Linked DNA regions of Sus scrofa: region 1 is linked to region 2. A link is a contact called in public Hi-C data. All regions are on one chromosome and are shown on one strand. Each heading gives the region's core, a stretch centred on a gene start, on an enhancer-like site or on the middle of the called end of the contact. The rest is flanking DNA. Distances are from core to core; before and after follow the strand shown. Region 1 holds the start of RPS3 (ribosomal protein S3). Region 2 holds the start of C2CD3 (C2 domain-containing protein 3).

What was found. A called contact is a pair of places that touch in the nucleus more often than the background predicts.
Region 1: a Hi-C map of liver shows a contact between it and region 2, with 6 times the contacts expected there. The contact joins the promoter of RPS3 here to the promoter of C2CD3 in region 2. A contact is called at or near these places in 1 of 5 promoter capture datasets (liver) and 1 of 47 Hi-C or Micro-C datasets (liver).

The regions. Positions count from the first base shown.
Region 1 is chr9:9,621,387-9,627,909 of Sscrofa11.1, reverse strand. RPS3 (ribosomal protein S3) reads right to left here and starts at 2,635. Exons shown (of 7, transcript NM_001044601.1): 1 at 2,602-2,635; 2 at 1,322-1,452; 3 at 757-850; 4 at 236-330. The coding sequence starts at 2,631.
Region 2 is chr9:8,509,066-8,515,546 of Sscrofa11.1, reverse strand. C2CD3 (C2 domain-containing protein 3) reads left to right here and starts at 2,704. Exons shown (of 34, transcript XM_021062487.1): 1 at 2,704-2,962; 2 at 5,640-5,909. The coding sequence starts at 2,908. It overlaps PPME1 (protein phosphatase methylesterase 1), which reads right to left and starts at 2,756. Exons shown (of 15, transcript XM_003357190.5): 1 at 2,194-2,756. The coding sequence starts at 2,741.

The DNA.
Region 1 (6,523 bases), core at 1,386-3,885, 1.1 Mb before region 2:
TCCCAAAGCATACCTCAAATAGTTCTCCATCACAGCAATGACCACTCTAAAAATTTGCCTCTTTACCTGTCTTTCTTGCTAGACTGCTAGGCCAGCCCCATGACTAGCAATAGCTTACTGCTAAAAACTCTCAGGATGTTAGCAGGGTCTGCCATGTAAGTCCGCTTACCGAGTGACAAAATGGCTGATACTCTGATCCACAAGACGCAACCGCTGGAAGTCTCAGGACACTTACCTCCGCACAGCAAGGCCCCCGAGGAGTTTGTATCGCAGAGACTCTGCCTGGGCAATGGCACACAGACCTCTTGTGGCCACTTTTTCTGCATAAAGCTTTAGGAAGGAAAACAGGCATGTTCTTAAACTTGATACAGTCATCACTGTTTTCAACTAAAAATCAGCACATTCTCCATACTAGCATACACCACTGTATGTGTCACCAGAGCACCCAGATACTGAAGCATTTCTAAGGCCCGCATGTACTCAGTGACATATAGACTGAAGCATTTCTCATGCCCTGCCACCACTAGGTCTTTCTAGTCACAAGGAAACCATGAGGCTGCCAACCCCTCATTTGTATCATAATTACACCTATGATGAATGTAAAATCCCGCTATCCTGTTTATTAAGAGAACTTCAAAAAAATGTTCATCTATAACACTCAGCAACCACAAATAACTGTTAAAAGTGATAATGTACCATCCTAATGAGCCATTTCCAGGCCCACAGTAACCTCTGGCATAAACCAGGATCACTCACCTCTACACTGCCCTCAGGGAAGCCAAATCTCTTCTGAACCACAGCAGTCAATTCCCGGATCCTCCGGCCCTTCTCACCAAGAACATTCTGTGTCCTGGGGAAAATAGTGACAATTCACAGCTCTCACAAAATTCCAGATGTTAATTTTATTTTTTGGCAACACCCTAGGCATATGAAAGTTCCTGGGCCAGGGACTGAATCCCAGCCAAAGCTGTAGACCTAAGCCACAGCTGCAGCAACACTGGATCCCTGACCCACTGAGCCAGGCCAGGGACTGAACCAGTGTCTGCAGAGACAAGCCAGATCATTAACCCACTGGACCACAGTGGGAACTCCCCAAATGTAATTTTAAATCTTGCATATATACAGTAGTAAAGTCTTATTCACTGGACACAAGCAAGTATAAATGTTGTATGAGAAAGCTAGAATTAGGATTTTTTTTAAATGCAGTTTAAAAAAAAAAAATCACATATTCTAAGGTTCACTGGTTGTCCCAAGTTTGCAGAATAAACCATCTTAATGCCAACAACAATTATGGGTGACGGCCTGGAACACAAGTTTTTACCTGGTGGCCAAGATAATGATTTCTGTCCTAGTTGGTGTAACTCGAACTTCAACTCCGGAGTACCCATCTTCAGCCAGCTCCCGAGTAAGAAATTCATTCAGTTCAGCTTTGAAGATGCCATCAGCGACAAACTAACCAAAGAAGGAAATTCAAAGTGAGGACATGGGTGCAGGCTCACTTTCCTAGTCCAGTCTTTCAGCCAATGCAACCTTCATTAAAACTCAACACCTCCAACAGAGGACCCATCATCAATCATATTATCTGTGTTCCAGAAGGAACAGAGTAACCCTTCTCAGACAAATGCCTCTAGGTCATCTTTTGGAAGTCACTTTGACCCAGGGCCCTTTGAACTGTGCCACAGAACGCAACACAGAGCAGGGGCTACCTGGTCAAAGAGAACACCTCCAGTCAGACTCGTCATCTTCTCGTCATTGAAGGGTTTAAAAACTGTTATTAGCATGTACCCACGCTAAACAAAAGCAGCTCTAAAACGACCCATTTAGAACTAACTCAGCACAAGTGAGACACTGTTTGCACCCAGGGAGTTAAGCAGCCTCACCTGTAAACACAGTTCGGCTCAGCAGAAGACGCTCAGCCACTTTAATCTTGCCTTAACTGTACCCACGTGTGTTTCGGAAAGCTGGCAAATCCTCACTCACAAAAGCGTGTGGATTGCACTGTAACACCAACGTTATGTACTCACAAAATGACAAAGTGCCTCAAACCGAACGGACTTCACACAGTTCTCTCCCATGGAAAGATCAGTTCAGTTAAACTCGAGGAAGCGTTCTTCTCAGGTCCCCGCCCTCCCTTTCCCCAGAACTTTTCCTTGGCCCCAAGTGGAAAAAATGCCAAAAGCCTTCTCAAAACTGAGGTCTGTGAGGCAGAAGGCTGCACGCAGAAACGATTAATGAGAAGGCAAATATACTGCTACCTCCCTCTCCCGAAGCCCCGCTAAGATGCGGGGAACGGCTCACGGCCTCAAACACCACACGTTTCCTAACGGTACGGACTGACCAAGAAATGCTCACAAGCGCCTTCTCCGGGGCAGGAGGGGCCCCCGGTGCTCATCTCTGCTCTCCGTCCAAACCATCTCCGCCATACTGCGCCGGCCCGGCTCGGGCCTGCGCTCCATCCACCTCCATCCTCGGCCCTCGGGAACCCCACGCGGCCCGCCGCCAGGGGAAGAGGAAGGAGCCGCGGGCCTCGCGACGACCCCCAGAAAAGCTCCTGGCCCGCGCGGCGCCACAGCTCCTGGCATCCGGGCCCCGAGATCTCACCTTCCTCTTCTTGGAAATCTGCACCGCCATCTTGCCGCCGCGCGCAGCCGAAAGAAAAAGAAGGGGCGAGTGGCCGGAAGTGCGTATAAAGAGCGCTGCGCGACGACAAAGAACTGCGCGACGTCGACGTCTGTGGGCGCTCAAGGGAAATGTAGTTTTTACTTCCGGGAGGCGGTAAAAGAGAAGAGTAGCGTGATGGAGACACCTGTAGGCAGAAACGCGAAAGGGAGGAGATCAAGCGAAACGTCAAAACTGTCTGAAAGAAGTGGATGAATTAAAGGGACATACTGTGGACCTGATGTGTCTTGGTGATGGATTGAGGCTGAGGGGAGTTGAGAATGATGTTGCCGGTTTCTGACTTCAGGGCTGGATGTTAGTGACCACCCTCACGGAGGTGAGGAAACCAGGAACAGGCTTTTTTCTCCGTGTGTCATCTCCTTCTGGCACTTCCTCCAGGATTGGGTCTCTCCTAGTTGCTCCCATCACCATAACAGTCATCTCACTGGGTTGGAATGACCTGTTTATATATTTCTTCCACTACTGTAAGCTTAGGATACGGCCTGGTTCAGGCCCAGTGTCAACAAAAGTTTGAATAGCAAACAAATCAATGCATGGATTCTGGTTTTCGAATTGTTCTTGGTACTGTGGTTCAGATGAATTTGCTCACAAGTGCCATATCTTACCCGGGAGGCCCACAAAACCGAGTTGGAGAGACTCAAAGCTGAGGATCAGACCTCGGCAAGTTCTTTGCACCAACGTCACGTCTGGAGTTTTCATGGTGGCTCATCTGCTGTCTCTCCCCAGTGACACAGAGGATGCCTGCCTGGGTATGGTTCTCTGGTCCCAGGAAAAAGCCCATGAAGGAAGCTTTTATCTTTATCATCATAATGCCTTTTATTTTATCTATTTTAAGAGATATTATATTACTCAGAATAACACTGTAAAAATACTAGTATCGGACATTCCCACTGTGGCTCAGGGAAAACAAATCTGACTAGCATCCGTGGGGACACAGTTTTGATCCCTGGCCTCACTCAGTGGATTAAGGATCTGGCGTTGCTCTGAGCTGTGGTGTAGGTCACAGCTGCAGCTCTGATTCGATCCCTCACCTAGGAAACTCCAGGTGCCATGGGTGCAGCCCCAAAAAGCAAAAAAATTAAAATTAAAATACATGCATAAAAACATTTAAAAAGAGAAGCAAATTAAAACAACACAACACTCTTCTGGTTAAGCAAACATTTCAGGACACATGTTTTCAGATTTCCCTCCAGGCAGTGAGATGTCCTGTGGCGAATGGTGTGCACTTTCAGCGTCACACAGATGGGGTCACTGCCGTGCACAGGTGCCATGGAGGATGCTCTGTTCTGCTGGGAGGGTGCCAAGGGAGCAGACAGCTTGGTCAGAGGCAGGGCAGTGGGGAAAATGATGAAGCCAGCTCAATCAGTTTCATGTCTCAGTGCTACTATTTACAAGCTTCAGGCAAGTCACTAAACCTTTTTGTCTCATATTCTTCATCTGGAAAGTGCTCATTAACCTCTGAGGATTTCTGTGATTGAATTAGATGGTGGCTTTAAAGCACTCAGCATAGTGCCCAGCACGTGGAAAGCATCCGTTATATGGGACAGATCATCACTGCTTTTAGTGCAAATAAACACCTTGGCATTTTGGTTTCAATGTTTTTGGTTAGGGTGAGTCATCTTGCCATCACTAACACGTGGGCCCACACCTCTGCTTTTTGCAGAAGCCGCTACACACCAGCACCTTCCATTCTCACACATGCTGGGCACTATCTGCTGTGGGTAGAAGGATGATACCGCAATAATGCTTAAGGCAGAGAAATCAAAAGAAAGAGGTGGGGAAAACTGAGTCAGAGACCAGACACTGGAAGAAGAAAGACTTGGCCAAGGGAGAGAAAAAGACCAGGGAGATCTCCACTCATCAAGCTTTTTCCAAGGGTGTAAGATCAGCATCTGGTTTGGAGAGGTGGGGGCCAAGGACAGCTGTATCAGGGACCTGCCCGGGGCCATTACGGGCTAGGAGGGAGAGGGCAGGGGCTGGGCAGGCAGGTCAAAATGACCAGCTGAACCTTTCCTGGGCGTGGATGGAGGAGGCGGGTTACCAAGCCCAGCTCAAGGAGAGGGACACAGCTGGAATACCAGAGACAGTAAGTTTGTCCAATTGATTTTATCTGGGCTTTTGTTTGGTTGGTTGGTTGGTTGGATTTTTTTGTTTTTTGGTTGTGCCCATGGTATGTATTGGTTTCCGGGCCAGTGATCGAACCCATGCCGCAGCAATGACTGGAGCCACTGTAGTGACAATACCAGATCCTCAACCCCCTGCACCACAGGTGGGTGGCCAGTTGATTTTTTTGTTTGGTTTGGTTTGGTCTTTCTAGGGCCGCACCGGGGCATATGGAAGTTCCCTGCCAGGGGTCCAATCTGAGCTGAAGCCTAACTGCCTAGGCTACAGCCAGGGCAACCGCCAGATCTGCGCGGTGTCTGCGACCTATACCACAGCTCACCGCAACGCCAGATTCTTAACCCACTGAGCGAGGCCACGGATCGAGCCCATATCTTCAGGGATACTAGTAAGGTTTCTTACTGCTGAGCCACGACGGGAACTCCGCAGTTAATTTTTGAACTTGGAAATTCCGCCTTTCCTAAACCAGCTTTCCAAATGCTCTGCTACCTCGCCCTCTGGCGGCCACAACTGGCAACTACAGCGCGTTGGTCCCCCCTCCTTCCCAGAAAGGGGCGGGGCTGCAGTTCTCCCCAGTAGACACGCTGCCCACCCCTTCGACTGGTCCGCTAGCCAAGGGGGCATCTTTGGCTGACCTCATTCAAGGGGCTGAAAATGTGGACCAACACAGAGCTGGGGAGGTGGACGCCCTCCACAGAAACAAGAGGCAGGAGGCTGGCTTCCCAGGATTTGACTAGTGGACTCCACGACCTCAGGACTGACTCCACTGAGGGGACCAAAGAACAAGAACAAATGGTAACAAGCCAGGGCTACCAACTGCCTGGCTTCCAGAGCCAGGCTAGGGCGCTGGTTAGCGAGGAGACGAAGGGAGAGGCCAGGAGCCCGTGGCTGGCATGCAGCCAACACTAGAATAGAATCGGGGCTGGCCTCTTACTTAGCAAGGAGTGCTTTGGGCTTTTGCAGGGAAAAACCATTAGAACCATCTGATCTACGGAGTTCCTGTCCTGGCGCAGTGGCAACGAATCCAACGAGGAACCCTGAGGTTGCAGGTTCGCTCCCTGGCCTCCCTGCTCAGTGGGTTAAGGATCCGGCGTTGCCTTGAGCTGTGGTGTAGGGCGCAGATGTGGCTTGGATCTGAACGTTGCTGTGGCTGTGGTGTAGGCCAGCCTGGGAACCTCCAGATGCCACGAGTGCGGCCCTAAAAGAGACAAAAAAAAAAAAAAAAAAAAAAAAAGAGCCACCTAATCTAGTTCTCCAGACCCTAATTCCACAGGCACGGAAGGCATTCTGGCTCCTTTGCTTAGACTTGTGAGAGGCGATGGCTGTGTCGGCCTCGTGAGTGTTACAGGCCTCCACACAGTCAGCAAGCTCTGGGGAGGATCCCGAGCAGTGGAACTAGCCTCCACCACCCGGTGGAAATGTAAACTAGCACAGCTGCTTTGGAAATTTGGTATCCTTGAGGAATGTCGGTTGCATGTCCCTAAACCCTAGCAATCCCACTCCTGGGGATACAGCCCAGAGCCCTAGTCTTCAAAGTTTTTGTGCTCACATCCTCCCTACAAGAATTTGAAGGGTGCAGTTTTCCTGTGTACATTCTAAGTTATGTAGAACTTTAACATATGTAGGAATTTTCTCCGTAAGTTTAAACAAACTTGAACAGAGGATAATTTCCAGTATCATTATAATGCCAACTCTTTAAAATAAAGCAGTCACTCTTTTAAAT
Region 2 (6,481 bases), core at 1,455-3,954:
TCTGTTTCCCCAAATATACAGTGAAGTGGTAAGATCACCTCAAAGCTCTCTTCGAACTTTATGATTCTAGTGGAGAGTGTCTATATTATCACTGACATGAGACTTACATGAGGCATGCCTATGTTCCAAGAAAGAAGAAAATAAAAATCCAGGAAAATAAACTACTTGAAGACCACATAAAATTCACCAACATATGCTCTTCTCTTCACGGTACTATAAAGAAGCATTTTTCTAAAGAACTTTACCTTCCAGGATAAGCAATTAACCTAAATTAAAAAGACCAAAGCATCTATTTAATCAGCTTAAGTTACTAATAATCTTCTAATCAGTAGATGTTTTTTCTCTTAGTATTTTATTTTCTCTTCTTCAGTTCATCTTCAGAGAACTTGTTTTGACAAAATGAGAAGCTAAACTCTAATTAAACTTATCTGAAGCATGCATAGTTATTTAAAAACTAACATTTTTATGTACTTTTAGTGAAGAGTGATGGAATACTGAAAGATCAAAGTTTAGTTTAAGACAGCAACCAAGATACGTATCAACAATAAACGTTACATTAATTTTACCCTCCAGGTTAATTTTTCCCAAATAATCTGTTATAGATCAACTTCCAGGTGCTCCATGTTACAGTTCTACCTTACTGTCTATCAAAGCTAAAACAATCTTCATTTTATCTTACATGTAGCCTTCCATCACCTCTTTGTACTGTGCATCCTTCGACCTATCTTCTCCGTCAAAATTTTCTCAATTTTCTACTGTGTCTCATAGGTCTCTACCTCAAAGTTTCCTGGTTTTTCCAATCATTCTAACCACCCCTCTACCTATTTTAATCTATAGGACTCTCCTTTCTCTTTGTTTCTAGGACCTGCTTTCACAGCATTACCTATCTTACCTTCATCTCCTTTTTGATCATTTTTTGTACATAACATCTCTTCAGAATCTAAGGTTTTCTTCTCTAGTCCTGATTCCAAAAATAGCTACCAACCTATCTTTAGAATCCCAAACACATACACTTGACTACCTCAGACCTAAGTATTTTTCCTACCCCTTTTTTCTTTACAGTCACTAGTCTCCAGAATCCTGGTTCTACAAATACTCCGCAAAACCAACTCCCTGTTCAATTACCTCTGTTTCAAATAACTACCTCTCCCATGTTCAACACGTTATACTCTCTCTTCTACACCTTCATACCCCCGAACCTGGCACAAGCCATTCAATAACCTAAAACTCCCAAAGCAAACAGCTCCTCCCAACCCAGTAAAGGAAGGTTTCCCCTAAAACACTTTAAGTGGCTACACTCCATACTCTGTTAATTGAATCTTATCAGACCCAAACATAGCTTCCATCAGATGTATTAGCCCAGAAAAAATCAATTGCCCAAATCGCCCTCTTTATGCATCCTGGACTTAGCTCTGCAGCCCTGCGTTCCCTAAACCCTGTTCCTAGTCATCTCTCCGTCTGTGGAGCCCCTGGTCAGTCTCTAAGGCCCTCAGCCCTCCTCCCCTTATCCCCGCCCGCACATCTCACCCCAACAGTCTTCTGGAGTGTGTTCTCCATCTTTCCTCTGGCCTGTTCTCCACACTTGCGCGGTACCCCTCAAGAGACCCAATCTCTAAGTCGCCCGCTCACTCCCTGAATCTGCCTCTTACACCTCTAGGAACTCTCTCTAGAACCTTCTGCTCCCTGTTTCTCTCGTCTGCTCCAACCCTGCCTCAGGTGTTCTCGCTTTCCGTCGGCTTTTTCTAACACCTAGTGTTCACAGTCTTCTTACGCCTCCTAATATTTCCCTGGTTCTTCTAATTCCCCTCAACTTTTCTCTGTCATTTCCCATTTCTCTCAGCCCTCCCTGGCAGACTTCCCTCCACCTCTGTCACCGCTCATCTCCCTTTTCTCAAACCTCCTCCACCCCTTCTTCTGGGGGTGCCTCATTACCTCTCTTACACGATCCTCTCAGCCTCTTCAATCTTTGCCTCATTCCCCTCCCTCCAATACTATTTGTCCTCCAATTCCATTGACTTGGCGCCTCCCCTAGTCCCCAGATCCACCTCCTACTTCATCTAAACGTCTCCAGGCCGCCGCCAACATCTTCTCCCCTCCTGAGCCCTCCTGGTCGTGCCGCCCTAAACGCGCAGAGACACCATTCTCCAATGGCCGGGGCCTGGCCTCTAGGGAGAAGGGGTATGGGTCACGTACCCCATTCGCATCTTGGCTCCGCTCTGACTGCCCCCGCTGCCGGGGAGAGGCGGGCGAGAGGGCAGACGGCCGAGGTGCATGCTCTTCTCGAGGGCCGACATGAAGGGGAGGCCGCAGGTAGCCGAACTGTAGCCGAAGCTCCGTCCCACGCTAAGAGCGGCCCAACCGGTCACAGCTCGCTCCCCTAGCGACGCCCTGTAGCCTTTGGACAGCACCCAGCTACCGGCAGCACCGCCCACCGGCTCCGTAGACTCCACCCCCTCGCCTTGCGCTTCCACCGGAAGTGCGCAACAGCACTTCACAAAGGGAGCTGGGTAACGGAGTCTCGGACCCCTCAGACCCCAAGCGGAGAACTTCACGATCCCAGACGGAAAGAGAAGTGCTCCTGAAAGCAATGCACCCTGGGCAATGGAGTCCTCAAAGGGAGTATCCCTTTGCGCCTGCGCAGCTGGAGGAGACCGTCTCCAACCCCGCGAAGGTAGTGTAGCAAAGCATTCTGGGTGTTGTAGTCTCCTGGTCTGAAGGAGTATGCCGCCTTTCTTTCTCATGGCTTCCCGGGGACTGTTAGAGAAAGAGTCGCTTCTTCCTGCCTCCCAGGCTGCCCAGCGGCGCCAGTTGCTGGGGAACGCAAGCGCGGTGGGAAGGGATGGCGGGAGGTTACGGCTTGGGTGCTGTGGCCGGATTTGAGTTGATGAAGAGGAGCTCGGGCTCGCCATGAAACAACGGAAAGCCCAGGGGCCTGGGGCCGGCCGCAGCCGCGGGAAGAGAGGTAACGAAAGGTTGAGGGCAGAGTGGTAGGGCGGAGTTAGGGGAGCAGGGTGCCAGACGTTCTAGGCAGACTCCCCGCCACCCCCACCCCTCCCATACGCACAGCCGCCTGTTTTTTAAAAAGGGGTTGGAGAAGGGAGAATAACCAGGGAATCAGAAGATTGAAAAGACAGGGCGTTTGGCTCTCCTGCGAATGGAAAGGAAATAGTGGCCGAAGTAGGAGGCAAAAATGAGTAAATGAAGTGAGGGTTAAAAGGGGACGCTTCTAGAGGAAGGAAAAAAAAAAAAAATTGTAGGAATGTTTTGCTTTTTACTTTTTAAAAATTGAGATTATAATTGACATATAACATTGTTCGTTTCAGCTGTACAATATAACGATTTGTATATATTTCGAAATGAGTTCGTGTCTAGGTAGCATCATCACCAGACATAGTTACAAATATTTTTTTCCTTCTGAGGAGAGCTTTTAAAATCTACCCTTTAGCAACTTTCAAATAGACAATACACTATAATTAACTGTAGTCACTGTGCTGTATTTAAATCCCCATGATTTAGGAGTGTTTTTGATAAAGTCAGACGTGTGTTGGGGATGGGGGTGGGGAGGGTGTAGTTTTGCAGGCCACATGGGACTGGAAAAAAAATAAGTTGTAGAGGAGAGTATAGCAGTGATCCTAATGGGCAGGGGTCATGTTTAATACGTTGCCGAATCCCCAAGAACTAGCACAAAGCTGGACTCAGTAAATGTTAGTTGAATGACTGAAGGTGAGACGATCATAAAGCATCCAGGGCTACAGCTGGGAGTAGCGAAAGGATAGTTGTGAAGGAAAAGGAAGAAAAGCTGGGGAGTGGTGGGGGTTGCCGGGGTTGTGAGGGCATGAAGTTCTCTGAAGGATTTAAGATGAAAGAGTGTGTAGCAAGAGAACCTTATCAGGTTAGCATGCTCAAGGAGAAGCAAGCTCACCAAGAGACCAGGAAAGTGTTAGCTGCAGCAAGAACAGTCACCCTGGGAACCCAGGACAGATCAGGAAACGAAACTGAATCTCTACAGGGCTGCTTCAAAAAACATATTAAAAAACCAAAACAAAAAATCCTGGGTGAGTCTGCCTATTTATATTATAGGCAAAGCAGTATTAGGACTCGTGATAGTGCATTAGGCCATTAGGTTAAGAATGAAAGCTGAAGTTTGGGGATGAATCTTATCCACACTGTGTAACAATAACACAGTTTTGAGGCAATGCCTTTCCTTCTAGGAATGATGGGAGGATATGAAACAGAAGCATGGAACTGTGCAGTGCTCGTGCTCCCTGTGTCAAACCAGTCAAGCATATTTGGTTGCTAGGAGGAAAATCAAAACAGAAATAACATAAGAATGTCCTTCTCACTATATACCATATGCATATACAGTAATGCTCATGTGCATACCTGTGTATAATTTTTATACTGAAACTAGCTATATGGTGAGTCTTTTCCTTACTAAAGAAAGCAGAGAAGGTGTTGGCTTTAGAAATCCAAAGAATTGCTAACATAAATTCCTTATCTGATGCTTTCCAATATATTTTCTTCTGGGGAGGCATGACCACTCCCCAGAAAAAAAAAGGAATAGAAAGGTGTGTGTAATATAAGAATGAGTTCTTTTTTCCTTTTTTTATGGCCACACCTGCAGCATATGTGAGTTCCCAGGCGAGGGGTCAAATTAGAGCTGCAGCTGCCAGCCTCCTCCATAGCCACAGCAATACGAGCTGCATCTGTGACCTAAACTACGCTGCAGCTTGTGGCAGGCCAGACCCTTAACCCACTGAGCAAGGCCAGGGATCGAATTCCATCCTCACGGACACTGCGCTGGTTATTAACCTGTGAGCCACAACCAGAACTCCGGAATGCGTTCTTCAATTTCCTGTGAGTTACGGTTACAAGACACTGTGAATGGAAGGTAATCAGTGTCATGAAAGGAAAGCTTTATAGAAACGTCGTATTAATTGCCTCATTTACATTTTATCCCTCTGAAATCCAATAACTATTATAAAGGCCAATAATTATGAACCCAACACTGTGCTGAAAAATAATGGCAGGATGTGAAGATGATAGTTTCTGCCTGCATTGACTTAGGATGTTGGCAGGAAAAGGCACAGGCAGTTTAAGGTGGTCGTTACTGAAATGCCAAGTTGTATTGTGTAGACTTAACCATTTGAGAGTTGAGGGAAGGGCTTTGTTACTATTTTATGTTTAATGATGGTTTTAAAGTAAGAGAATTAGCTAAAGATTGCATCGTCTTAAAAACTGTGGACACGGCAATGATCCAAAAAACAGTATTTGGAAGAAAAATTTCAACTACTCAAAGATGTCTTAAACCTATATATTGTATCATTGTATTTGTATTTTTCATTTGGTGCCTTTCAGTGAAAGAGGAGTTCGTATTAGCAGGTCTTAAGTTGGTGTGGTCTTTACTTAAAATAACCTGAATCAAAGCCTAAATGCAGACTGTCAAGGTGGGTTAAGTGATCCGATAGGTTATTCTGTGGTCTGGTTTGCTAGTTACTTCTCATATATTAGAATAAAGAGAACAAGCCATTTCTCCATAGAGACTGAAATATTTTTGTGTGTTTTCATTCAAAAAGGAGATTATGTGTTTTCTATATTTAGAATAAATTTTGACTTCATGTTCTTGGATTTCTCCCCAGGTTTGAGTGACATTTCTCCATCTACGAGCCTCCCGCCCCTGGTTGAAGGCCAGCTCCGCTGCTTTCTAAAACTTACTGTTAATAAAGTCATATGGAAGATTGCGAAGCCTCCTGCTTGCGTACTTGTTCGAGTGAGATGGTGGGGAGAAACGTCGGAAGGAACCATCTTTTGTCCCAGGGATGCGTTGCAGACCGAGCCAAAAGCTGTGAGAACAACTACACGTTACGCTATCCGCTGTGGTCCAAAGCAGTTTACCTCCTATCTAACAGGTATAGTGTGCGTCTTATCATTTTACCTGTAGGCCAAATAAGAAGCAAGTGGTTATGTTAGATAAGTATTACTGTGTACCTAGTGTCTGTGGTATTGTTATTTTTTGTTTTGTTTTTTTGGGGATTTTTTTGTCTTTTGGATGCCCCACCTGCGGCATATGAAGGTTCCCAGGCTAGGGGTCGAATCAGAGCTCTAGCTGCCGGCCTACACCACAGCCACAGCAATGCCAGTTCCAAGCCGCATCTGCGACCTACACCACAGCAATGCCGGATCCTTAACCCACTGAGCAAGGCCAGGAATCAAATTTGCATCTTCATGAATACTAGTCAATTCGTTTCCACTGAGCCAACACGGGAACTCCTGTGGCGTTGCTCATTATCGAGGAGTAGAAGAGGTTTTATAGCCACTTGAGAGTGTACTGTGTGCTAGCAATTGATAACACATGTTATTTCTAATCCTGAATAACCCCGCAAGATAGATATTCTCTCTTTTTTATAGACAATGAAACTAAGGTTCAGAGAGGTGAAATTAATACTCTCTAAGGTTACGTAGTTGATAAATGACAAAATTA